Linked DNA regions of Mus musculus: regions 2, 3, 4 and 5 are each linked to region 1. The links are chromatin contacts, called in public HiCAR-type and promoter capture Hi-C maps. All regions are on one chromosome and are shown on one strand. Each heading gives the region's core, a stretch centred on a gene start, on an enhancer-like site or on the middle of the called end of the contact. The rest is flanking DNA. Distances are from core to core; before and after follow the strand shown. Region 1 holds the start of Slc5a5 (solute carrier family 5 (sodium iodide symporter), member 5). Region 2 holds the start of Slc18a1 (solute carrier family 18 (vesicular monoamine), member 1). Region 3 holds the start of Eps15l1 (epidermal growth factor receptor pathway substrate 15-like 1). Region 4 holds the start of Klf2 (Kruppel-like factor 2 (lung)). Region 5 holds the start of Cyp4f18 (cytochrome P450, family 4, subfamily f, polypeptide 18).

Evidence for each region. Promoter capture Hi-C pulls out the DNA fragments that hold promoters and counts their contacts. HiCAR-type assays count read pairs that join an accessible place to other places.
Region 2: a promoter capture Hi-C map of pre-B cells shows a contact between it and region 1, with 4 times the contacts expected there. The contact joins the promoter of Slc18a1 here to the promoter of Slc5a5 in region 1. A contact is called at or near these places in 2 of 39 promoter capture datasets (hippocampal neurons and pre-B cells).
Region 3: a contact with region 1 is called in a HiCAR-type map of astrocytes, with 2.6 times the contacts expected there. The contact joins the promoter of Eps15l1 here to the promoter of Slc5a5 in region 1. A contact is called at or near these places in 2 of 115 datasets of contacts at active chromatin or transcription factors (astrocytes and pancreatic cancer cells) and 1 of 9 other capture datasets (liver).
Region 4: a contact with region 1 is called in a promoter capture Hi-C map of embryonic stem cells, with 3 times the contacts expected there. The contact joins the promoter of Klf2 here to the promoter of Slc5a5 in region 1. A contact is called at or near these places in 3 of 39 promoter capture datasets (embryonic stem cells, hippocampal neurons and liver) and 1 of 115 datasets of contacts at active chromatin or transcription factors (astrocytes).
Region 5: a promoter capture Hi-C map of hippocampal neurons shows a contact between it and region 1, with 5 times the contacts expected there. The contact joins the promoter of Cyp4f18 here to the promoter of Slc5a5 in region 1. A contact is called at or near these places in 2 of 39 promoter capture datasets (hippocampal neurons and liver).

What each region holds. Positions count from the first base shown.
Region 1 is chr8:70,890,505-70,895,330 of GRCm38.p6, reverse strand. It overlaps Slc5a5 (solute carrier family 5 (sodium iodide symporter), member 5), which reads left to right and starts at 2,574. Exons shown (of 15, transcript NM_053248.2): 1 at 2,574-3,026; 2 at 3,614-3,679; 3 at 4,002-4,053; 4 at 4,150-4,217. The coding sequence starts at 2,670. It overlaps Rpl18a (ribosomal protein L18A), which reads left to right. Exons shown (of 5, transcript NM_029751.4): 5 at 1-609.
Region 2 is chr8:69,086,582-69,091,407 of GRCm38.p6, reverse strand. It overlaps Slc18a1 (solute carrier family 18 (vesicular monoamine), member 1), which reads left to right and starts at 2,186. Exons shown (of 17, transcript NM_153054.2): 1 at 2,186-2,427. Atp6v1b2 (ATPase, H+ transporting, lysosomal V1 subunit B2) reads right to left here and starts at 2,672. Exons shown (of 14, transcript NM_007509.3): 1 at 2,480-2,672. The coding sequence starts at 2,615.
Region 3 is chr8:72,418,771-72,423,596 of GRCm38.p6, reverse strand. It overlaps Eps15l1 (epidermal growth factor receptor pathway substrate 15-like 1), which reads left to right and starts at 2,123. Exons shown (of 24, transcript NM_007944.3): 1 at 2,123-2,192. The coding sequence starts at 2,160. It overlaps Gm46043 (a long non-coding RNA gene), which reads right to left. Exons shown (of 3, transcript XR_001778581.2): 1 at 1,817-4,826.
Region 4 is chr8:72,316,835-72,321,660 of GRCm38.p6, reverse strand. Klf2 (Kruppel-like factor 2 (lung)) reads right to left here and starts at 2,599. Exons shown (of 3, transcript NM_008452.2): 1 at 2,512-2,599; 2 at 1,419-2,235; 3 at 7-917. The coding sequence starts at 2,583. The coding sequence ends at 742.
Region 5 is chr8:72,007,728-72,012,553 of GRCm38.p6, reverse strand. It overlaps Cyp4f18 (cytochrome P450, family 4, subfamily f, polypeptide 18), which reads left to right and starts at 2,928. Exons shown (of 13, transcript NM_024444.2): 1 at 2,928-2,975; 2 at 3,312-3,510. The coding sequence starts at 3,313. It overlaps Gm51535 (a long non-coding RNA gene), which reads right to left. Exons shown (of 3, transcript XR_003947403.1): 1 at 3,903-4,826; 2 at 2,776-2,870; 3 at 1-2,546.

The DNA.
Region 1 (4,826 bases), core at 1,325-3,824:
CCCTAACAACATGCTAGCCCTGCTCACCTGCCTGTCAGCCTTGCTCAGTGGCATCTTTCCATAGGTGTGTATCCCCTTAGATTAGCTTCAGCCCCACTACGATTTGTCTAGGACATAGCCTGAGCCCTGCCTGTGACACTGAGGGGTAGCAGTCTGTTTCTGGACTCCAGGGTGCTGCTGTCTCAGGCCTAAGAATTCCAGACATGACTATAATCCAAGCCTGGGGACCTGGTTGAGCTTTTTATCCTGCTGGCTCTAAGCTTCAGCTAGGTGGAAATGAGGCCAGCCAAGCCCCACAGTGAGCTTGCAAGCTTTAGATGGGGACAGGGTTACGCTTTGGTGAATGATGGAGGAAACATGGGGGTTCCTTTTGTTGGGTGCAGCCAGCACGGCATCATCATGGTGCCCAATCTTGAAAGGGCACAGGCCTGAAGCTTCCTGGGACTGTTCTGTCACAGGGAGGAACCTACTGCAGTTGCCTACAATTGCTACCTCTGAGGGACTTGCCTCTGGCCCCTTGTAGACATTTCCATGTCTACACATGGCCCAGAGTACTTTCAGGGATAGCAATGTGTGAATGGCACTTAGAAGATAACATGTGAAAGCCATAAGAGGGCATCTGGTCTATAGATGATTCTTTTTCCCATTAAGTCCATTGGTCCCACATCAAAGGAATGGGTGACCCCTCAGACTGCATTGCTTCCCTGTGCAGAGTAGAACCAGTGGCTGCTGCTTTGGAACCTTGAAGAATCCATGAAAAGTTCCTTCTCTTAACCTGGTTTTGTCCCTAGCACCTGTATTAGGCCCACATCTGTAACTCTTGCTCCAGGATATCAGATGCCTCTGCAGGCGCCAGAATTCATATACAGCTCCCCTTCACCCACGTGCATAATTAAGTTTTGTTTTGGGGAGTTTGTGAAGATACCTGGTGTGAGACTAAGCCCAGCCCTCAGGGAGGCAAAGACAGATCTGAGTTCGAGGCCATCCTGGTCTAAAAGGTGAGTTCCAGGACAGTCAGGGCTACACCAAAAGAAACATTGGGTAGGCACACGACCAGCCCCAGCTCTCCCTGATGCTAGGCACAGGTCATGACTGCAAGTGTTGTCCCAACATGGCAGTCCCGCTGCCTCGGGAAGACTCTTCCCTCCCTCCTGCGTTAGTGCTTCTTCCCATTCAGAATACATGTGTCATCTCATCTTAGTTCTACCCATTCTGAAGCCTTGCAAAAACCTGAAACCCCGGGCTGGAGAGATTGGCTCAGTTAAGAGCACTGACTGCTCTTCCAGAGGTCCTGAGTTCAGTTCCCAGCAACCACAATGTGGCTCACAACCATCTGTAATGGAATCCAGTGCCGCCTTCTGGTGTGTCTGAAGCCAGCTACAGTGTACCCACATGTAAATATAAAATAAAGTCTAATAAGAAGAGAAAAGCCCTTTCAACCTCATCAGTAATGCCCTCAAGCCCGCCTGCCACCTAGGTTTAGGAGACTGCCCTAGCCAGGCCTCCCTCCTAACCAGCACCTCCAGGCAGGCAGTCCAGCCAGTATACAGCATATGAGGCCACCAGGGGGCGTGTGCCTTAGTTTTACTTATCAGACCACCCGGGAAGTACAGACGTGGCTCAATAGGGAATCAACCCTGAACACCCCAGAAACGGCCAGTTCTCCAGAAAAGGGTCCCGGTGACAGTTCTGCATCATCCCAAGCCCTGGGTCCCTTGAAAGCCACTATCAGCAAACTTCTGTTCTGGACCCAGGTATGCCAAAGTACCTGCGACAAGAAGGGAGAAATGGGTATCCAATGAACCCTCACTTGTCATCCCAGCACTAGGGAAGCCATGGCAGGATTGACACACCTTTGTGGTCAGCCTGTGGGAAAGAAAGGAAGAGAACAGGAAAGGGGAGGACAGCCAGGTCAGGTGTAGTGCACACTTGTGTTCCTGCCGGTAGGGTGGGCCTTGGTCAGGACTCCATACCAGCCTGAGCTACATGAGACTCAGCCTCAAACGCGTGCGTACACGCATACACACACACACACACACACACACACATACACACACATACAACCATAGGTCCAGACTGCCCTGTGCAGGTAGGGAAACTGAGTCCTAAACAGAAGGAAGAAATTCTCCAAAGAGAACCTGAGTGCCTCCCACCGGGTTAGCAAGGGTGGACAGTTCCTTCTCCCACGCTGCGGAGAAAGGCAGATGCTCTCTGGGGGGAAGGCTCGAGTCTCGTTTTTCCTTATGGGGCCCGGAAGTCCCCGAAAGTGAACCCCAGTCCTGGGTTCCTCGTAGCTCTGGTTCCTAACTCCCGCAGGCTGTGTGAACAGAGGGGAGCGGAGGTCTGAGCCGTCCAAGGCCCTTCCTGTCTGTTCACAACTCTACACGGAACAAGCCCTAGATGTGGGAGAAAGTGTCAGGAGACGCTAGTGTCCCCCCAACCCCGTTGCCCGCACCCCTGAAGGCCCGCTCGCCCCAGGACGGAAAGGGTGCGGGTCGCGCCCGCCTCCCAGGCTGGGGGCGGGGCCGCGCTGACCCCGGAGCCCAATAAATCCGCCGCGCGAAAAGCTTGTGGGTCGACGGCCCAGCAGGAACTCGCGCTGCGACGACGCTCGCTCTGAGAGTCCCCGACGTCCTCCGCATCCTCTCCGTTCCGAGTTACCTGTCTCCATGGAGGGCGCGGAGGCAGGGGCCCGGGCCACCTTCGGCCCCTGGGACTACGGCGTGTTCGCGACCATGCTGCTGGTGTCCACGGGCATCGGTCTGTGGGTCGGCCTGGCCCGCGGCGGCCAGCGCAGCGCCGACGACTTCTTCACCGGGGGCCGGCAGCTGGCGGCAGTGCCTGTGGGGCTGTCGCTGGCCGCTAGCTTCATGTCGGCTGTGCAGGTGCTCGGGGTCCCCGCGGAGGCAGCGCGCTACGGTCTCAAGTTTCTGTGGATGTGCGTGGGCCAGTTGCTCAATTCGCTGCTCACAGCCTTGCTCTTCTTGCCGATCTTCTACCGCCTGGGCCTTACCAGCACCTACCAGGTAGGGGACTTGGTCCCATGGGAAGGTTCCGGGAAGATGCCGCGGGCACCGGGCAGGGCCAGGAAGGAGGAAGAGCCAGTCCGGGCCCCACAGCTCGCAGCAGCCTCGGGGCAGTGGCCTCCCGCTGACACCTGTCCCTGCGAGTGCCCGTACCAGCCACCCACCGGCGCCCGACAGAGTTCAAACGCCTGCAGTGAGGTGTAGGATTTCCCAAACGCTCAACAACTGTAGTGAAAACGGAATAGCATCCACTTGCAGTTTCAGCACTAGGGAGATTGAGGCAGGAGGATTGCCATGAGTACCAGGCCAGTTTGGACTCCCTAGGGATACCCCAGTTTCAAATCTGAGGGCGCAACTAGGCACCCTGAAACAACGGTCCAACAAGTGTAGCGACAATATGAAGTCCCATGTGTGATATCTCAGTACTAGAGAAGCTTTGGCAGGAGGATTGCTGCGAGTTCCAAGCCGGCTTAACCTACACAGAGACTCTGTAAGCTCAGTTGGGCACTCCGGAACAGAGTAGAAACAGTGAGGATGGCTGAGGGGTCACTTGCCCGGTAACCTCCAGCCCTTGGCTCCCTCTGCAGTACCTAGAACTGCGCTTCAGCCGAGCGGTCCGGCTCTGCGGGACGCTGCAGTACTTGGTGGCCACGGTGAGCGAGCTGCCCGCCCTGCCACGCCCACACGAGCAATTATCATAGCCCGCTCCAACCTGACCTCACGCCACACCCCTCATCCTACCTGGCCCCGCCCCCTTCCAGCTTGAGCTAAGCTTCTCTGGGACATACAAGGACCACGCCTATAGCTCTGCCCTCATTCTGCCTATGGGCACCCTCTCACCTAGCTCCACCCCATCCTACCTAAAAACACCTTCTTGCAACCTGGCTCCGCCCTTTCTGCCTGATCCGCGCTCTCTTCTTTCTGCCTCCAACCCGTTTGCCCGCCCCTTGCCATCACCGACCTCCCCACCCACAGATGCTGTATACTGGCATCGTGATCTACGCACCTGCGCTCATCCTGAACCAAGGTCTGGCTGTCGGGAGCGGGAGGGGCCAGGAGCCCAGGCTGGACCCTACATGAGCAGGCAGGATGAGGGAGACCTGACAGGGGGTGTGTTTTGCAGTGACCGGGTTGGACATCTGGGCATCGCTCCTGTCCACAGGAATCATCTGCACCTTGTACACGACCGTGGTAAGTGGGTTGTGGTGGCTGACACGCGGAAAACCTCAGGCAGGCAGCACCACTCCAGCTTCCTGGCACCTGAGGTAGCCGCAGCCTGCCTAACTGTGCCCGTGTCCTCTCCTACATAAAGACTGATAGACATGTGAGCTTCAGGTGCGGCTGGATCCAGCAGCCCTGACAGAGCTTTACCTTCCCATGGTCACTCTGGTGCCAAAACTGGCCCCCTGCCTTTCCTGGCTCCTGCCCAGCAGTGAACTGGTTTCAGCTGGATCTGCCTGAGACTCTGGCCTAGTCTTCTCCTGGTCCCCTGATTGGCTGTGCCACCTAAGGGACTGGCATGTTCTGGTTGCTGTTTATGTACGGCGATGGAGGCTCAGATTTCTATGAATGGCAGGGAGAAATACATTTGTGAATCAGAAGTAGCTGCTTGGCTCCTTTCACAGCAGCATTGGGGAGGCTGGAAGCTTGTAAGTTCTAGGCCAGTCTGAGCTACATGGACCAGAAATAAACAAAAAGGGATAATGATAATACTGGGTGTTGGATTGTTTGCTGGGATGCCTGGGGCCATTGCGTCTGTTCCCCCTTACCTTATCTAATCCTCTGACTGACCATAGAAAC
Region 2 (4,826 bases), core at 937-3,436, 1.8 Mb after region 1:
TACATATACAAATACATACACATACACATATATGTGTATGTGTATGTATATGTATATGTAGGGGGGGATGGAGTCTGTGAGCACACATAATCTATCAGATGATTAGTTCTTCCTTCTGCAGGGAAAGAGGTTGTTCAACACTAACACCATTAAGGATTGCGACATTGTTAAAGCAAAAACCATTGCACAATAAACCCTAGCTCTTTAGGCACCACCTTCATAGCAAAACAAATGCTAAGAAAGCCATTCCTTCAATTGTGCAAGACCAGAGAACTAACCTGAACATGCTCTAGAAGTAAAGCAAGGAAAGTCACTTGTGGTTTTTGCTAGGGATCTGCTTTGTGACATAAGAAACTTAAGGTTAGCTTGGCTGGGTCAAGAAAAGTGAACCCAACCAAGCTCATAGTATTTTGCTCTAATAGCTTTGAAGATATTGTTGATCTTCCTTAACGTTTAAAAGGGCAAAGTTTTTTTTTTACCTTGTGATGTCAGAAAGTCAAATGATGTGCTCCAGATTAGTTACTAATTTCCAGCCTGAATATTTTACTTTCCGTTTCTTTTTAACAGCCTGAGTAATTTCTTATATTATGTACATATAATATCTAGAATTTTTAATAATCCTGAAGTTGTTTTAAAACAGGATCTGATTTTCACAGGGCAACTGCCAAAATTACTCCAAAGAGTGTGTATCAATTAATTATAATTATTTTGATAGTATCATCAAACTTTAATAATAAAAAATTGAGTTAATATTTAAATTTGACTAAAAATGTGGCAAAAATAGTAAAAGATGATATTTAAATGCAGTATACCAACTCCCTTTTAAAAACCCTATCCATATTAAAAAAAAAATACACGCTTAACTATTAGGACAAATTGAATTCCAAGTTATAGGATTTACAGAGCACTTCCTAAGTCAGACACTGTGAACTTGGGGATACAAAGATGCAACTTTTAGAGACAGCTTAGTCAGCAGAATCCTCCTATGAACAAACTCTTCAAATATTGGCCAAGCACATGGATATGGTGGAGAAACACTACTCATCCCTGAAGGGCTTAAGACCTTCGCCATGGAGTAGTCGACACTCCCTGAATTGGCTCTGAATGACTTGTTATATGGAAAGAGACTACTATAACCTTGTAACATTTTTCCCTTAGAAGCCACACCAGTGTCTATGTGCTCTGCTCAGAGCAAAGCATACATATCAAATGCAATTCTAGAGATTCTGTAATTCTCAGGTATAAATCTGTCAGTTTTCCCGACGTTTCCTTGGGCTCACATGAACCCCTAACAGGCATTCTCTAATTTTAACAATTATTCTAAAAAAATGCTTAAAAGGCACACCTCAGCAATCCACTCTCCAATGTGTGTGTGTGTGTGTTTTTTTTTTCCCTTCCCCTCGCTGCAGTGTTATCACATGACCCACTGACAGCTCAGGACAGGATTAGTCAGGCTGGAGGGCGCCTAGCTAAAACCCTTCAGCTGAAACGCTTTTAACCAATGAGCCACCCACAGAGCCAAGCTGCCAATTAACCTGTGCAAATGGAACCTTATTTTCAGGAAAACAACAGATACTTAAAAAAGAGGAAAAAAAAAAGTCTTCTTTCAAAGCTCTCTGCCTGGCTTTAAGGGAGCCGTGAAGAGGTTTGATTCTATACAACCGAAAGCTTCAGCCAACAAGAGCCATTTGGGAATGACTGGCTTGTCTAAACATGGCTTATTGAGGTCTTTTATGATCACTACACTTAAGCCTATGAACATAACAGTGGAAAGCAACCTTCCATTTAACTGCGTTTGGTTAGCTGGTCAGTAAACGAATAAACAACAGAAGACCAAGCAAAGGATTAAGAAACTCGATTTTTGGTTCCTCTTTTCCCAATAATTAGATGTCTGAAGCCAGGCATGGCTTCTCCTTTCCAGAACCTTAGGCGTCTCGCCTGTAAAACGAGAGGGTGGGACTGCACGACTAGGGTATTTTTCAGCTCTAAGGTTCTCCGGTATCTAGGTGTCCTCCAGTGAAGCGGTTCCCTACAGAATAAGCCACATCTCCCTCTAGCCGCGGGGCCTGCCCACATCAGCGATGACATTACACCTTCTGCACGGTCCACCTGCCCAGAGGTCCACGGGGCAAAGGGGGACGGAGTAGGCGTTCCCTCGACCCGAAGACATTTAAATGAGGCCAGGAGCAGATGAAGACAGTGACAAGAAGTGGCCCTCAGAGACAGACCAGTGTCTGACAATACCCAGAGAACTCGGAGCGGGTAGGGCAATCATCAGGAGCCCACTTAGCCCATGGGAAGGTTCCAGTCGGTGCTCTCACGCTCGGCCCACCGAAGTCACGGAAAAGCTCACGCAAAGCTGGAGAGGTGCTTGTGAACTGAGCGATGGGGGAAATGAATCCCATTCCCTCCCCGCTGGCTGAACAGGTGAGAGCACAAGCCAAGGGCTTGGTGGACACGCTCACTTTCCCGTACTCACTGAGACGAGGCTGGGATAGGTAGTTCCGGCTCACCGCCAGCGCCTGCTCCCGAGCTCCGGCCATCGGCCCACCGGTGGGCACGGGCAGTTCGGGTGCGGCCCCGTTCACGATTCCCCGCATCGCTCGCAACGCCATCTTGTCTCCTCCGTCCCGACTGGCCCCGCAGCAGCGCGGCGCAGGCGCACATATAGCAGGGAGGCCCGTGCGGCCGGCCCCACCCATGCGCGCTTCGAAGCTGCGGCAGAGGCCCCGCCCTCTCGGCGGCGCCCCGCCCCCAGACTCGTGACTGGAGCTCTGCGGGGGCGGTGCAGGGTGCGCGCGCATGCTAGGCGCATAGGGAGCTGACCAGAGTGCTGGGAGCGCGGATCTGAGGCTGGGAGCGGGAAAAGAGAAGCGAAAGGGGCCAGAGGGCAAAATTGACACAAGAGAGAGGATTCACGAGAAAAAGAAAGATTCATTGGAATGTAGGGAAGGAAGAGATAGGAAAACGTGCATAAGAAAATACAGACAACTGAGGTTCATAATCAAGCTGTGGAAAACACCTTGGAAAGCAGAAGATAGAAAACCTAGTCCCATGATTGGTAACTTTGTGTCGAAATTTATTTCAGTTTATCCTACTACCAAGTTCTTTTTTTTTCGTGGATCTTTTCGAACAGACTTGGCTTTCTTGCATATCCGAAGAGTATATGGTGTGGAAGACCACCTTAGGAACAGATTGGAAAACCAGTTAAGAGGTTAGAACGCACAAAGGGTTCTAGTTTCTTTTCTTTGGCTGTGATAAAATTAGCTAGCGGTTGGCTTGGTGTGATGGCGCAAGCCTTTAAACGCAGCACTCAGGAGGCAGAGGCAGGAAGGTCTGAGTTCCAGGGCAGCCAGAGCTACATAGTGAAACTATGTTTCAAAACAAAAAAAACAAAAAGAAAAACCAGCCTGTGAGAAACGAACAACACAGTAAATTGATTGTTGTTCTCTTTACAATATAAGAACAGAAGAGGAAAACAAGAACTTTGCTATGACGGAGCAACATACTGAAAAACTTCTTTGTGTTAGTTCCCCATAGATTTGTTGATAAATACACAAGAGGATGTCTAGACTGGCCTTCGGTAAGGTTTATAACTTATCAGTTTGGGAAGCATGGATCTTTGCCTCATTCACAAAATTACTATGTTGTTGTTTTGTTTTTAAAGATTTATTTATTTGTATGTATGTGAGCACACTGTTACTGTCTTTAGACACACCAGAAGAGGACTTCGGATCCCATCATGATGGTTGTGAGCCACATGTGGGTTCTGGGATTTGAACTCAGGAAGATCAGCCAGTGCTCTTAACCGCTGAGCCACCTCTCCAGCCCAATTACTATGTTGTTATAAAATTCCCTTTGGGCTATATATGTGAGGTATGTATGGAATATAAATGAGTTTTATCTATAGACTTACAGCCTATATACAAGACATATTATGTAAATATTTCACAATTAAAAAAAAAAGAAATTTGAGAGGCTGGAGAAATGGCTCAGTGGTTAAGAGCACTGACTGCTCTTCCAGAGGTCCTGAGTTCAGTTCCCAGCAACCACATGGTGGCTCACTGATGATAAGTTATAAACCTTACTGAAAGCCAGTCTAATGGGGTCAGATGCACTCTTCTGGTGTGTCTGAAGACAGCTACAGTGTACTCATATACATAAAATAAATAAATCTTTTAAAAATCTTTTTAAAAAAAGGCAAAATAAGAAATTTGAGATCTAAAGCATTCCTGCTCCCAAGCATTTCAACTAAAAGTCAGTCAGCTGATGTTACAAATGAAGTAAATGTAGCCAGGTTACCTAAGTCTACTTTGAGTGCATCTCAGGTCCCTATGTAACAATCCTTCAATCCTCGATAAAATTGCTGGAAGTATTAAAAGAGGTAATTGAATGTAAACAGAGAGTTCTATATAGTTCTTTTTTAAAAAGTGAATCCTCTAAAGATTTATTTATTTATTTTAATTATATGAGCATACGGTCACTGTCTTCAGACATATCAGAAGAGGGCATCAGATCCCATTACAGATGGATGTGAGCCACCATCCACCATGTGGTTGCTGGGAACCTTTGAAAGAGCAGTCAGTGCCTTTTTTTTTTTTTTTTTTTTTTTAGATTTATTTATTATTAAACACAAGTACACTGTAGCTGACTTCAGGTGCACCAGAAGAGGGCGTCAGATCTCATTACGGGTTGTTGTGAGCCACCATGTGGTTGCTGGGATTTGAACTCAAGACCTTCGGAAGAGCAGTCAGTGCTCTTACCCACTGAGCCATCTCTCCAGCCCAGTCATGTAGTTCTTTTAAACTTTTTATGGTTTGGAATTT
Region 3 (4,826 bases), core at 874-3,373, 1.5 Mb before region 1:
CTCTAAGTCTCTGGAACTGTAAACTCCCTCCACCCTCACCCCGATAAACTCTCTTATACATTGCCTTGGCTGTGGTGTCTTATAGCAACAGAAAAGACACCAAGTGCTAGGATGACAGGTATGTGCCATGATACATGGCTATATTTCCTTAATCCACCCCCCTCCCCTTTTTTTAAGATAATGTTTCACCATGTAGTTCTGGCTAGCTTATAGCTCCTTATGTAGACCAGGTTGCCTACAAACACATGAGATCTGACTCTGCCTCCTTGAGGGCTGAGATTAAAGGCATGTGTTACCACACCTAGCTGGAAAAGTTTTTAAAATTTTTATGGGCTAGAGAGATGAGTCTGTGATTAAGGGCACTTGCTGCTTTCTCAGAGGATCTCCGTTCAATTCTCAATACCTACATCAGGCACTGGACAACCACTGATGCCCTCTTCTGGCCTCTGCAGGTGTCTGCACTTATGTACACAAACACACATACACAGAGCTTTTAAAACAAAGATTTGTGTTATGTGTATGGTGAGGCAGCTGGTCACACAGCATCCATTGTCCTGGCCTCCAGCACATGGAACAAGTGTGTGTGTGTGTGTGGGGGGGTCTTCCTTCCTCAGCTTAGTCTAGAAATTCACAGTTGTAACCCAGAGCTTTGTCTCCTATATGATTCTAGATCCTGTGCAGCTGGCAATCAGGATCAGTCACAACTACCTCAAGAAATCAAACACAGTGGGACTGAGTGTGGCGGTATATGTGTACCATGTTTCCCAGCACCTGTGTAGTGGTTTGAATGAGGATGTCCTAAGGGGCAGCAAGATAGCTCAGTGGGTAAAGATGCTTGCGGCCAAGGCTAACAACCTGAGTCCTATCTCTGTGACTCATGGTGGAAGGGGCCATCCAACACACAAATCTTTTAAGATGTAAGTTAAAATGTAACTTAAAAAAAAAAAAAAAGACAAAGAAATACCAGAGTAGGGGCTGGTGAGATGGCTCAGTGGGTAAGAGCACCCGACTGCTCTTCTGAAGGTTCGGAGTTCAAATCCCAGCAACCACATGGTGGCTCACAACCATCCTTAACAAGATCTGACTCCCTCTTCTGGATTGTCTGAAGATAGCTACAGTGTACTTACATATAATAAATAAATGAATCTTTAAAAAAAAAAAAAAAAAGAAATACCAGAGTAGCTGAAGATATAGTTAGTTGGTTAAGGGTGCTTGTTGCTTTTCCAGAGGACCCTAGTTCTGTTCCCACTCATATCGGGGGTTGGGGGCTCATAAGTGCTTTTAACTCCAGCTCAATGGCATCTAATAAACTCTTCTCTCTTGGGCAGGCATTGGCACGAGCACAGCAGGCATATACACATAAAAAAACAACAAAAAACACCAGATGTCAGGCTACACCCACATCTGCAAGCAATCAGAACCCAAATCTGTTTAACAAGCATACTGAGTGGTACTAACACTGCATATGGCCCAAGTTAGACTTGAGCACCATGGTACTTTGTTGTGTGCCACTGTCTCCATTTCCCCGGGAAAAGTTCAGCAAACCCTAGGCATTAGTAGAGGCTACTAGAGTGGAGAAGTTAAGACGGTGCCTGGGTTTAGCCAAGCTCCGATTCACAGACCCAGACTGGAAAGTGCAGGGAGCTGGAGTGCAGCGGTCTGGAAGGGAGCCCTACCTATCCCTTGGGTTCCCTGCCTCACAGGAGCCTCCAAAGCCAGGGGCTCGGTTTGCCCACTCCAATCAGGAGATGCACACGAGGCCCTCCCCACCCCCACAGACCGACTAGCCCGCCCACTCTCGGCCCACTAAACTTACGAGGCTCCGAACCTTCTAGTCACGCTGTGCTTTAGGCTAGGCTCTCTAAATCACCCGGTACGGCCAACTCTGGTAAGGCTATGCGACAGAGCCTTCCCCATAAAGGCTCCGCCTCCAGCCAGAACTGCCCCGCCCTCTCCACTGTGATCGAGGCTCCGCCCTCTTACTGCAAAACTTCTCACGGGAGGACTTGGATTCCCTTCTGCGCACGTGTACTCTGGTCCTGTGGCCTGTCCTTGCGCTGGCTGTGCTGCGCGCGCATCGCATCCCTCCTTCGTACTAGTGCGCAGGCACGGCCCCGCCCCCGTTCCTTCGGCGCTCCGGAGGCCGAGTCCGCACGAAGATGGCGGCGCCGCTTGTACCCCTCTCGCAGCAGGTATGGTGCTGGGGTGCGCCGTGGGGCGGTGCGGACGGTGGTTGCCGCGAGAAAGATAAGTCGTCGCGGAAGCGCGGCTCCAGGGGACCGCGGAGGCGCGCGCTGAAGGCTCAGAGGCTGAGTGGCGGGGGCCGGGCGGTTCTGAAGGTGACAGGCCGGAGCGGCCCGCATACTCTTGCGCCGGGCGACCCCCGAGCGGCTGCGAAGAGGTGATGGGGCGCGGCCGCTGCGTATGTCTGCTCCGTCTGGGGCCTGGCCAGGTTAAGGGACGGGGGGGGGTTTGGGGGGTGGGCGCTGTTGTTCGAGCCGCGTCGCGCTTCGTCCCCGCGGAGGCGAGCGAGAGCGGTGGGCCCGCCGCCAGTCTTTGTCTCCCGCGGGGTCGGGCGTCGGGGCGGGTGGTGTCCCATACTGGAGTCGCAAGGGGAACCGGGACACGCCCGCTTCGCCTCTGGCCGCCCAGCCCTCCTTCCCCCGAGATCCGCTTCCGCTGCTCTGTGCGGTGCGAAAAGCGCGGATCCTACGCCCCCAACGGTATGCACCAGTCTTCGTCCTCAGGGTCGCTGGATGGTTTTCTTGAACGTATCAAATGCTACAGGGACGTACAGAATAGCAGTGAGAAGGCCATTGTGCTTCTAGCGGAAAACATTCATTCATTCTTCAGCCACTTTCTAACGTGCTTGGGATCAGGTGCTTGGGAGCTCAGCAGTCTCTCACTGACAAAGTCTCTAGTTCCAGGTGACATCCATAAGAATTAGAAAGTATTCCTGTCCTGCTAATTTGCCAAATTACCCGTTTGTTCCACACAGCATATTATATGCACTTTGCTAGAATCGTCTTTCGCAGGGTCATGGTTACCAGGAGGAAGCATTTTATATTCAGATCTCGGCTCCAACTCTGGAAGAGTGTCCTTGAAGCAGGCTTCTTAACCTCAGCATATCAATTACCTCATTTGGAAAATAGAGATGTAAAATGCATTAGCAGAAAACTGTGGAAAGCACATTTTGCCTAACACATTGGAAGCTCTTTTGTTACCCGTCAATAAATTCGGGTGTTTGGGACTAAGACAAGAGCAAGTATGAATGCCAAAGCTGGTAAGAACTGCTTGGCAGGCTGATGCACCCAGGTCACCTGGTCTGAAGGAGAGGGCAATACAGGGTGGTTAAGTCCTGGAAGGACCAGCCACCAGCAGCCTTGACACTATATTAACATGTGGAGACCAGTAGATATTAATTAACATGCTCTTACAGCACCTGTGATTGTCTTCTGAAAATGGTTAAGGACTAGACAGATAGTAGGGAGTGTATTGAGGATAGGTGTGTATTGAGTTAGAGCCTTGCTATGTCACCCAGGCTGGCTTCCAATTCCTGGACTCTCTGCATCCTCGTGCTCCAGGCTTCCAAGTGGGATGACAGAGGACCAGCTGTGGGTGTTCACCTCTCTCTTGACAGGTTCTCACTGGCCTGTAGTTCCTCAATTAGGCCAGCCTGGAAAGTCAGCAAGGCCAGGGAGCCTCCTGTCCCTTCTTCTCCAGCACAAGTGCCGTGCATCCTGTAGCACTTCTGTGTGAGCTAGCTCTGGGGAGAGAATTTGGATCCTCGAGCTTTTAGGGCAAGCATGTTACTAACTCAGCTGGCTTCAGTCCAGTCATTACCTCTGACTTTTTTTGAGGGAGGGTTTTTCAAATTTCCTAATTTTGACATTAGTCATAATTTGGATTTTTAAAAATTTGGGCCATAGTAGTAGCTGATAGTTATTGAGTACATGGGAGTTGGATACATGCTGTCAATTTTTTCTCAAACACCAGAATATCAAGGAAGCGGTTCCTGGCCAAGTATAATGTCAACTTTCAGCTAGCACTTCAGTAACAGAAAGTTCTAGCCTGGGCTATAAAATGAGGCCCTGTCTGGGGAGGAGGGATGCTCTATTTTATTGGTAAACTAGTTACCGTAGGATGGCGTTTTGTCATACTGAGATGACAGATACAAAAACATGAGTCAGTTTCATTAGATTCACCTTGTTAGAGCCTCTGGGATAGAATCCTGATTCTCTCTTCCTAACTTGTGACTTGCCTTCCACATGCTCTCCATGGCACCATGGTGTGGTCAGTTCTCTGTTCTTCACATACCTAGCTGTGTTGTCAGCTATGGTGGCCCTGAAGACTGATCCTTCTTTCTGAAGCACTCCAGCCTTTTCTTCTCTGGCTTGGATCCTTCTCTTCCTTCAGCAGCAGTTCAGATATCATCCTTCCCAGAGGCCTTTGCTAGTCATGGCACACAGCCATGTGCACATCATATAATCCTACAGCTCTCTTGGTCCACAGGACATGTTTGCGTGTCTGTTGTTTCTGTGTCAGACCTGTTGCCAGTGGAAAGACACTCAGAAAGTGTCACCTAAGTAGGTATGGGGACTGTGACTGCACCTGCAGCAGCTCCCGTGTGGCCTTTCTTCCCTGTGTGGGATGGAGCTGTGGGTGGGAACAGGAGCTGAAACAGCAGTTGAGGAGACATGGCCTGTGGTGGCTCACAAGTTCAGGTGCCTTCTGAGCTGCTTTCCCTCCACCCCCATGTTTTTGTGGTGATTCTTTAAATTTTTTTGTATTTATTGATTTATTCCTGTGGGGGCCGTTATGTACCA
Region 4 (4,826 bases), core at 1,350-3,849, 1.4 Mb before region 1:
ATGGTACCAGGAAAAGGTTTTTAATTTTCTTTTCTATTTTTCTTTCTAAAAAAAGGAATGGTCAGCCACATCAGTGGAGCCAAGGCTTTTCCCACTTGGGATACAGGGGGTGGGGGTGGGGCAAATTATGGCTCAAAGTAGCAGACTTAAAAATAACCTGTGCTCAATCCTAAAACACCATGTTTACATTTATAGCGAACCCACAGGCCTTGGCAGCTGGGGGCTGCAGCTGGTGACCTTGGCCACAGGCACTGACTGCTCCCTGTCCCCTCAGGACCTACCCTATCCCCAGCCACACCACTACCGTGATTCCTCCAAAGATCCAAAACTTTAATTAAAAAAAAGTCGTATAAAAACGAAGCAGGCGGCAGAGATGCCATCGTCTCCCTTATAGAAATACAATCGGTCATAGTCTTATATACAATATTATAAAAACGTTGGGGACAGTAAACTCAAAGGCATTTCTCACAAGGCATCTAGCCTCGATCCTCTAGTGGGGACCCGAGGGAAATAAGTCAATTATTGCACCATTTTGAAAACATTCTTCACAGACTCCTGTCTTCTTTCCTGGGGCCTTCAGTCACTGTGGGGGCCAGAACTGGTGGCAGAGTCATTTTCCTGTGGCCACACTTGTCCGGCTCTGTCCTAAGGTCCAATAAATAGCAGTCTGTTTGCAAGGGGACCGTGCCCCGCGCGTGGAACCTGCCACAGTCGCGCATGGGCTAGCCGAGTCGACCCAGGCTACATGTGTCGCTTCATGTGCAAGGCCAGGTGGTCGGACCTGGAGAAGGCCCGGTCGCACAAGTGGCACTGAAAGGGTCTGTGACCTGTGTGCTTTCGGTAGTGGCGGGTAAGCTCGTCAGAGCGCGCGAACTTCCAGCCGCATCCTTCCCAGTTGCAATGATAAGGCTTCTCACCTGCATCAGAGAGGAATGACATTGAGCCTCAATTTCCCCGAAAGCCTGCTCTGGGCACCCTGCACCGGATAGCACTGCCCTCTCCCTCTCATCTCCATCCCACATCTAATCTAAACAGAGAACCTTGGGCTCCTGAAGCTGACCACTAGCAGGCTCAGGTGCATTCCTCCCCTAACATTCTGAGATTAGGTCTGAATTCCTGATTCTTCTGCTCAGTACTGAGATGACAGGCTCAGGCCACCATGCCAAACTTTATATGCAGTGCTAAGCCCCAGCCCAGCCCTCCACAGCTTCTTAATTATGTCCCGAATTCTTGAGACCTGAGTCCCTCGGAGCCAACCCATTAAACTGCCACACCCCCTTGGCAGTGTCATAGACTCTGGGGACAGTATCCATTTCCCTTCTGGAGGATGGACAGGGTCTTCCTCTGTAACCTAGCCTGTTCCTGAACTCGCGGCCATCCCCCTGCCGCAGATCCCGGGAATGAGGCCAGGCGCCCACCTGTGTGTGTACGCAGATGCGCCTTTAGGTGCGAGCTCTTGGTGTAGGTCTTGCCGCAGTTGGTGTAGCTGCAAGTATGTGTGGCGGCGCGCTTGCGGGGCCAGGAGCGGCGGCCGCGTTTGGGCTTGGCCTCCAGCAGCTCCAGCGGGGACGAGGGCGGCGTGAGGAGACCGCGCGTGGCAGGTGGAGCCAAGCCCAGCGCCGCCGCCGCTGCCGCCGCGTCCTCGAAAAGACCGAAGGCGCCAGGCGCGGGAGGCCCGTAGTGCAACGCGGGGCCGGGACCGCCGAAGCTGGGGCCGGGACCGAAGGGCGGCGGGAACGGGTTGCGGGGACCGGACGCCGGGATGCGCAGGGGGCCGTCGGGGCTGAGCGGCGGCGTGTCCGGGGGCGGCGGGGGGCGGCCGGCGGGACCCCGCATGCATGCACCTGTCGCTCCTGGGGCGCCCTCGAGCTTCAGCCCGCGCGGTCCGTGGGCCAGGCCCGGAGCGCAGCCGTAGCCGCCGCCGTCCACCTCGGGGGGCTCGGCCTTCACTAGCCGCCCGGGAGGCGCGAGGAGGAAGCGGCCGTGCAGAGCCGGCCCCTGAGGCGGGTCCAGGTCGGGGCGCAGCAGCTCTGTTCCCAGGCTGGCCGCGGGGATGCTGTAGGGCGGCGGAGCACCCGGCTCCGGGTAGTAGAAGGCAGGCGGCGGGGGCTGCGGCGGGGGCTCGGGAGGATTTTCGGCGCCCAGACCGTCCAATCCCATGGAGAGGATGAAGTCCAACACGTTGTTTAGGTCCTCATCCGTGCCGCCCGCCTCGGGTTCATTTCGCGGCCAGCGCTGCAGGAGACAGGGCGCGGGACGTGAGTGGGGGTGCCTCCTGCTACCCTGCACCCCAAAGTCTAACAACTAGGCCCTCAAGATCTGCACCCGGTGCACGGCATCCCTTCAGCGCGCGTGTCCTCAGTCCCTGCACCCACCTCCTGTCCCACAGCCTGAAGTCTAACTCCCTGAGGCGGTCAGCACCCTGGACCTTGTCATCTCCAGTACTGGCTCCTGCACCCTGTAGCCTGGTACCTTGCTACCCCGCCGCCCGCGGACCCTCGCTGCCCTCACCTCCTGGAGGCCGCGCTCGCACGGGCTGGCGAAAGTGGCAAAGGACGGCAAGATAGGCTCGCTGAGCGCCATGGCAGGGACTGTGTGTGCTGTGGCCCGGCCCACCCAGGCCTTATAGGCGCGGCAGGCACAGAGGGCCGGGCTAGGAGGCGTCGACGGAAACGCGTCCCGGATGGGGACGAGCTCCGGGCTCAGCCTAAATTTAGCCGCGGTATATAAGCCTGGCGGTGGTGGCTGTGGCGGCTACTGCGGGAGCCCGGACTGCGCTCCTCAAGCCCCGCCCCCGCGGCCGGGCCCCGCCCCCGACCGTCCCTATGGCGACGGCGTCAACAAACCAGGCACAACAGCATAGTTAGCGCGCGCGGGGGGCGGGGGAGGGGGTGGCACCTGGGACTCCGCGGGGAACACGGGTGACGAGGCTTTCCCGGTATCTCCCCAGCCTCAAGCCCCTGGAAACCTGGACCGATGCATGGGGAGTCTGGGGTCACAGTGCTCACCCAGGGAACGCTCTGTGAAATCTTTGTTTAAGCTACCTTGGAAGCTAAGACAAGAAGGATGAAGTTTGGGGCCTGCCTAGAAGGGAGTTGAGGCCAGCCTGGAGCATCGTAGCCCCCTTAATACACACACACACACACACACACACACACACACACACAGAGGGAGAGAGATAGACACAGAGAGAGAAAGAGAGAGAGAGGGAGAGAGAGAGAGAGAGAGAGAGAGAGAGAGATGGGAGGGAGGGAGGGAGGGAGGGAGGGAGGGAGGGAGGGAGGGAGGGAGGGAGGGAGGGAGGGAGGGAGGGAGGGAGGGAAGGAGACACACACACACACACAGAGGCAGACACCATGGCATGGTGGTATATGCTTGTCTTCAGAACATTTAGGAGGTTGAAAGCATTAGGTTCAAGGCCCCTTTGGCTACAAGAGACCGTGTCTTAAAAAAGAAGCAAACACTAGAGGCAGGCATGATGGCTTAGTGTCTGCTTACAAGCCTCATCCAAGGAGCTCAGTTCCCAAAAGGGGGAGAGAATCCGTTCCCATAAGTTGTCCTTAGACCTCACAGTGCACTGGCGCACGTGCAAATACACAATAGCATGTAATAATTACAATTTACACTAGATACATAAATACAGTACTGAGTCTCTGGGACCTTTCACCTCCCACAAACATACACCTCACATAAATCCTTCTAGTGCAGGGAAGAGCTGTTGTCTGACTGTCAAGACTTGCAAGGGATACTCAGTGGGGGATGGGCACATCAAATAAATATGCATAATACCCAAGGGGCCTAAACAGAAAAAAAAAAGGAACAGTGGAAGAGGAGGAAGTATGTGGTGAGCCTGGGGAAGGACATTGGTGCAATTTTGACCTTAACCCCGGAGGCAAACATTGAGGTAAGCTCTGGAGAAAGCAAGAGGGTAATAGAGAGAGGGAGGGCATTGAAGCTGTGACCTGAAACCAGGAGGCTGAGGGGTGCAGTCAAGCTTGTGTAGTTGGGTGCAGTGATTCCAGCAGGAATAGGGGGTGGCAGATTCCACACCCAGCCCCTTGTCCACTTCTGTGACTTTGGAGCAGAAACATTGGCGAACTACAGACACTGGTCTGTAACATCAGCCCCAACTGTCCACAGGTCCTTTCCACAAAACATCAAAGTAGAGAGATCACACACTCATGGAGGCAGAATGTGAGGCTGAAACACTGGCTTGGTTAAGGAAGATCTAACAAGTCCTCTAGGACCGGGGACCCACCTCAGCCTGTCACCACAGAGCGGGGAATACCATGTGTGTTTCACATGGAGCAAAAGTGAGCCATGTGGTGTATTCAGATCTGAACAACACCCTGAGTGTGTGTGTCTCAGTTTCCCGTTACTAAGGAACAAATGATAAGATTTGGGTCATTTCCCAACGTTAAGGATTCTGGAGGAGGGAGTTCTGTTTTTATTTGCAGTGTGTGTGTAATAGGTTTTTCTTATATCTTATAGTCTTTTCTTATATAGTCCAGGATGGCCATCTTCCTGCCTCTGCCTCCAAAGTGCTGGTATAACAGGCCACACCTGCCGGGCGTGTTGGCGCACGCCTTTAATCGCAGCACTTGGGAGGCAGAGGCAGGTGGATTTCTGAGTTCGAGGCCAGCCTGGTCTACAAAGTAAATTCCTGGACAGCCAGGGCTACACAAGAAACCCTGTCTCAAAAAAAACAAAAAAACAAAAAACAAAAAACAAAAACAAAAAGACTGGCCACCACACCACCTGTCCTGGGGATCAGTAGGGGACTGAGTCTGAACACAGGAAGTTTTTTTTTTTTTTTTTAATCATTC
Region 5 (4,826 bases), core at 1,679-4,178, 1.1 Mb before region 1:
CGCTGGAGAGATGGCTCAGTGGTTAAGAGCACTGACTGCTCTTCCGAAGGTCCTAAGTTCAAATCCCAGCAACCACATGGTGGCTCACAACCATCTGCAATGAGGTCTGACACCCTTTTCTGGAGTGTCTGAAGACAGCTACACTGTACTTACATATAATAAATAAATAAATCTTTTTTAAAAATCATGTTTTGGAACAACACCCCCCCCCCATTATTCTTAACATACAGGCAGAAATCATCACTGAGTTTGAGGACCACTAATTGCTAGACAATCTCAAAGGTGTCCAATGGGCTCATAAACATGTTTGGTCTAGACTCCATGTTCTCTATAAAACAGGTCCTCCCCACCCCCGTCCCTTGCTCCACTGCCCTAAAGGTCACAAGATTGCAGCTTGAAATCACAGACCCATTTGCAGTTGAAGATGACCCTGACCAGCAGGAGGAAAATTCAGCCTCAGGACTCCCTCCTGTATCCCACTGATGGAACCCCTACCCAAGCCCCAGGGACACCACGAGGGCTGAGTGATGACAACACTGACTCCTTCTAAAATATAATAATAACTTCAGGAAGTCCCATGATTGGGCCTTCTTGTTACTAGAGAAAGGAGGGAGTGAGAGACCAAATCTTTTGGGTTTAGACTCCATCTTAGAGAACCTGACCTAAGGTTGAACTTAAGTTAACTAACAAGCTGGCACCTAGCACCAGTTTCCAGGTTACCCCCAACAAATATACACCTCCAGATTACAACTGGAGGTTCATTTCACTTCCTAACAATTACCACTCAGGAGGAAAACAAAATGTATGGTTTGGTTCCCAATAGCAGCCAATTGTTTTAAAGGCCATAATTGTCTCCTCATCAGATGTGTACCCCTTTCTTGCCTCTATAAATGCTTGCCTGAAACTGGGATAGAGGTTTTCCTCCCATTCTCCTGCATCAGAGACAGTGGTATGGCCCAAGCTCAAACTTTAATAAAGAAATCCTAACGCGATTGCATTGGATATGGCTCCTTGGTGGTCTTTTGGGGGTTCACGAACATTTCCTGGCATAATACAACAACCCCAACAATGGGCAACTGTGAATGGGAAGTCCAAGAGTCTAGTAGTTGCTCAGTCCCACAAGGCTATGTGTGTAGGCCGGTCTTCTGTATAGGCTGGACTCCTGAAGAAGTAGGTTCCAGCAGATGCGCTGGCAAGTAAGTGCAGGCAGGCAAAGAAAAAGGAACCCTTACTTTTTCCCATTGTCCTTATGCAGGCCTCCTGAAGAAGGTATGTCTCAGATTAAAGGTGTGTACCACGATGCCTGGACCTAAGCTGTTCTTTACTTGGGACTTGCTCTGTCCCAGAATGGCCTTGAACTCAGAGATCTGCTTGCCTCTGTCTCCTGGGTTTAAAGGCATGTGCCACTTTGCCTGGGCCTACACTTTTCATGGCCACTATGTCTCAAGATTTGGATCATAGATGTACCCTCCATTTCTGGATTGTAGTTCCAGATATAGTCAAGTTGACAACCAGAAATAGCCATCACAGACCCCCAGAAGTGGAACTGTTTGAAAGTATTGTCATCATTAGGGAGTTTGTCCTTGTTGGAGGAAGTCTGTCACGGAGGCTTTGAGGTTTCAAAAGCCCATGCTAGGTCCATTCTCTCTCTGCTTGCCTATCTGTGGGCCAGGATGTAAAGCTCTCAGCTATTGCTCCACTGCTATGTGTGCTGCCATGTTTCCACCATGATGACAATGGACTGAACCTCTGAAACTGTAAGCCAGCCCCAATTAAATGATTTCTTTTCTAAGAATTGTCTTGGCCATGGTGTCTCTTCACAGCAATAGAACAGTGACTAAGATATGAATCACCATGATTTTTATTTTAAATTGTGTGTATGTATGTTCGTGTCTTTGTGTGGATATGTACATGTGAGTGTGGGTACTCAAGGAGGCCAGAAGAGAGTTGGAATGATGGTGGAGGCTTTCACTGTAGCCCAAGTGGGCCTTGAACTACATTCTTTTCTCAGCCTCTCAAGTGTTTGGATGACAGGCATAGGACACTGTGACTCTATTGAGGGCTCTAGCCACCTGACATCCTGGCTGTCTGGCTGGAGGAGGCACTGAGGATGTAGAGGGAGTTATCTCTTACTCATCTTCTTTCTCAGCAGCTGTATTTGGAGCCAGCTCTTCAATACCTACAGAGCAATCTCAGGAGGCCAGGAAGTGAATAGGCAGTCTGCTGGGAAGAGTATACTGGGTATAGGAGGAAAAACAGATGGCCATTAACAATGTTTCAGGGTGCTTCTGGTATGGAACCACCTCATGCCTTGAGATCCCAGCACTGTCAATGCCCCTCTCTTGAGAGGGAACTGTTCTCAGTAGGGTGAGACAACATTGTAGAGGGAAAAAGCTTTGGGCTTTAGGGTCTGACAAACCTAAGATTGTTTTGGGCTGTGCAACTTGGCTTAGATGCTTGCCCTCTCTGAGTTTCAGTTTGTTCTTCTGTTGACACTCGGGATTCTGGTCCAGACTGCTTACAGGCTGTGTGAGGATCCTGGGCACCTGAAGAAAGCAGACAGTTTATGTAGACTAGCCAGGGCACAGGAGGCATAATTTAGGGAGAGGAGCTACAGCACTTTCCTCACACTCTTACCAAGAGCAGAGTCCCACAGTGGTGACCAGCCTGTTTTCTCACACCCTCTTTTTGGTATTTTATCTTCATGAAACCATCCACCGCTTCCTCCAAAGTCCTTACACAAGGGGTGTGAAGTCCCGAGGACCTGGTACTCACTCTTTGTGACTCTGACAGTGCAGTCTTGCTCTGCTTCAAATTGGCTCCGCCCCCACATGATGGCCACCTATCCAGGCAGGGAGAGGCAGCTGGGCCTGCAAGGGATTGGCTGGTCTAGCCTAGACTTCTCTAGGTGCCCCTGGTCAGGAGTCAGAGAAGGGGAGAGACAGACCTGGGAAACACAGTGCTCCTGAGAGAAGGTACCAGACTAGGGCCATTGGGGCTGAGAGGTCCTAGGCTGGGGCAGGACAGGAAGTCAGAAGCAGATGTTGATTTCTGGCTAATAGTCCATGGTTTAGACTCTAATCAACCCCTTTCCTCCATCCTCTTTCATTTCCTCTCTCTCTATCTCCTTCTCTTCCCCTTTCTTCCCCTCTTCTCCCCTCCTTGCCTCCTCCCATAGATTGCCCTGGGTCTCCCTTCCTCCCCAGGCATTATCCCCAACTCTCTAATTCCCTATCCCTGTCCTTTGCCCTAGACCACACTGTCCCTCTTCCATGCCCCAGGATTTCATCCTGTGTGCATTTGCCCTGCAGGATGTCACAGCTGAGCATGTCCTGGATGGGCCTGGGCCACACAGCAGCCTCTCCATGGCTGTTGCTGTTGCTGGCTGGGGCCTCCTGCCTTCTGGCTTACATCCTTACACCGATTTATGGTGTTTTTGAGAACTCTCTTCGCCTCCGCTGTTTCCCACAGCCTCCCAAACGAAACTGGATCTTGGGACACCTAGGCCTGGTGAGTGTGGTAATAAGGTGGGTCTGGGGTTTCAGGGTAAAAGGAATTGTGAAGAGCCTTGAATAGAGCCCAGGGAGCTGGGCACAGAGGTGTGCTGGACTAGAACAGCAGAATTCAAAGTGCAATCATTTACAGATGCACTGTCCTGAGCCTTTCCCACACGGAGTCTTCTCTGAGTACTTCTCCAGCCTGTTTTCTCTGCAGATGTGGGCATGCTGCAGGGCTTCCAGCAAGGCTTACTCCAACAGAGTAAGGACCTTGGTGTTCCCAGGTTCTGTTGTGCTAGACTTGAGGTCTCCTGAGGGGAGACCAGAGCCAATCTCCACTATACCATTTGTTTTCAGCTCATCTCTGGCTTCCCACTGGTCACAGAAATGACCTACAATCCTTACCCAGACACACCCAGGGGCATAGACGGTCCAGGGGAGCTCTGAGGGCTGATTTCCTAACTCCCCATTCTTCAGCGTCTTCCTCTTATGTCTGGCTTCTCCACTGAGATGTACCAGTGAGTTATGTTGCTCAATCTAGATATGATCTAGCCTCTCACTTCCTCTTTTGGAAGCCTTCTCAGAACCCATCCTCCACAGCACACTTTGAGCATAGACTTCCATCTGGTTTTCCCTCTGTGTGATTTGGAGACATTTGCTTTCTTTTAAGTGGCACAGTGCCAGGTGTACAGAGGGCCATAGAGATTCTGCCAGAGCCTGATGTCAGCAGAGGACAAGTGAGAGTGGTCACCCTGATGGAGACTTAGAGGTCACCTTTGCTGCCTTGGGGTCTGCCAAGGCCAAGTTCCGCAGATGTGGTTGTCCTCCCTCACAGGAAGAACCAGAGACCACATGGTGTCTTGTTAACTCTCCTGGGAGATGTGAACAAGTCTATTTATCCCAGGTGGGCACCAAAACAGCATGTCCATCCGTGTTCAGCTTGCTGAGAACTATGGGCTTCTTAAGAGTTTTTATTTTTTTTCAGAGAACAGGTGAGGGGCTATTAATGGGATCATGGGTAACCTCAAATGGCTGTATCATTGTAAGGTCCCACCCATCATGGGTGATAGCCTTATGGAAGCTGCACCACGAAGTCCTGATTTAAAACCTCTTTTCGTATATACTGAAGTATATCCCAAGATCATATTTTACTGGGGTAGAGAGTCATAGCTGGAGTCCCAGGAGAAGATCTCCGGACCTTCCTTCAGGAGTTCTGACAGCTCTGACAGCATCCCCTTTGATTTGGCTACTACTCTTATGGGCAGCTATAGTTGCCATGACTACCAGGAGAAGTTGAAAATGACACCACTTTAGGCTTAGAGGGGAAAA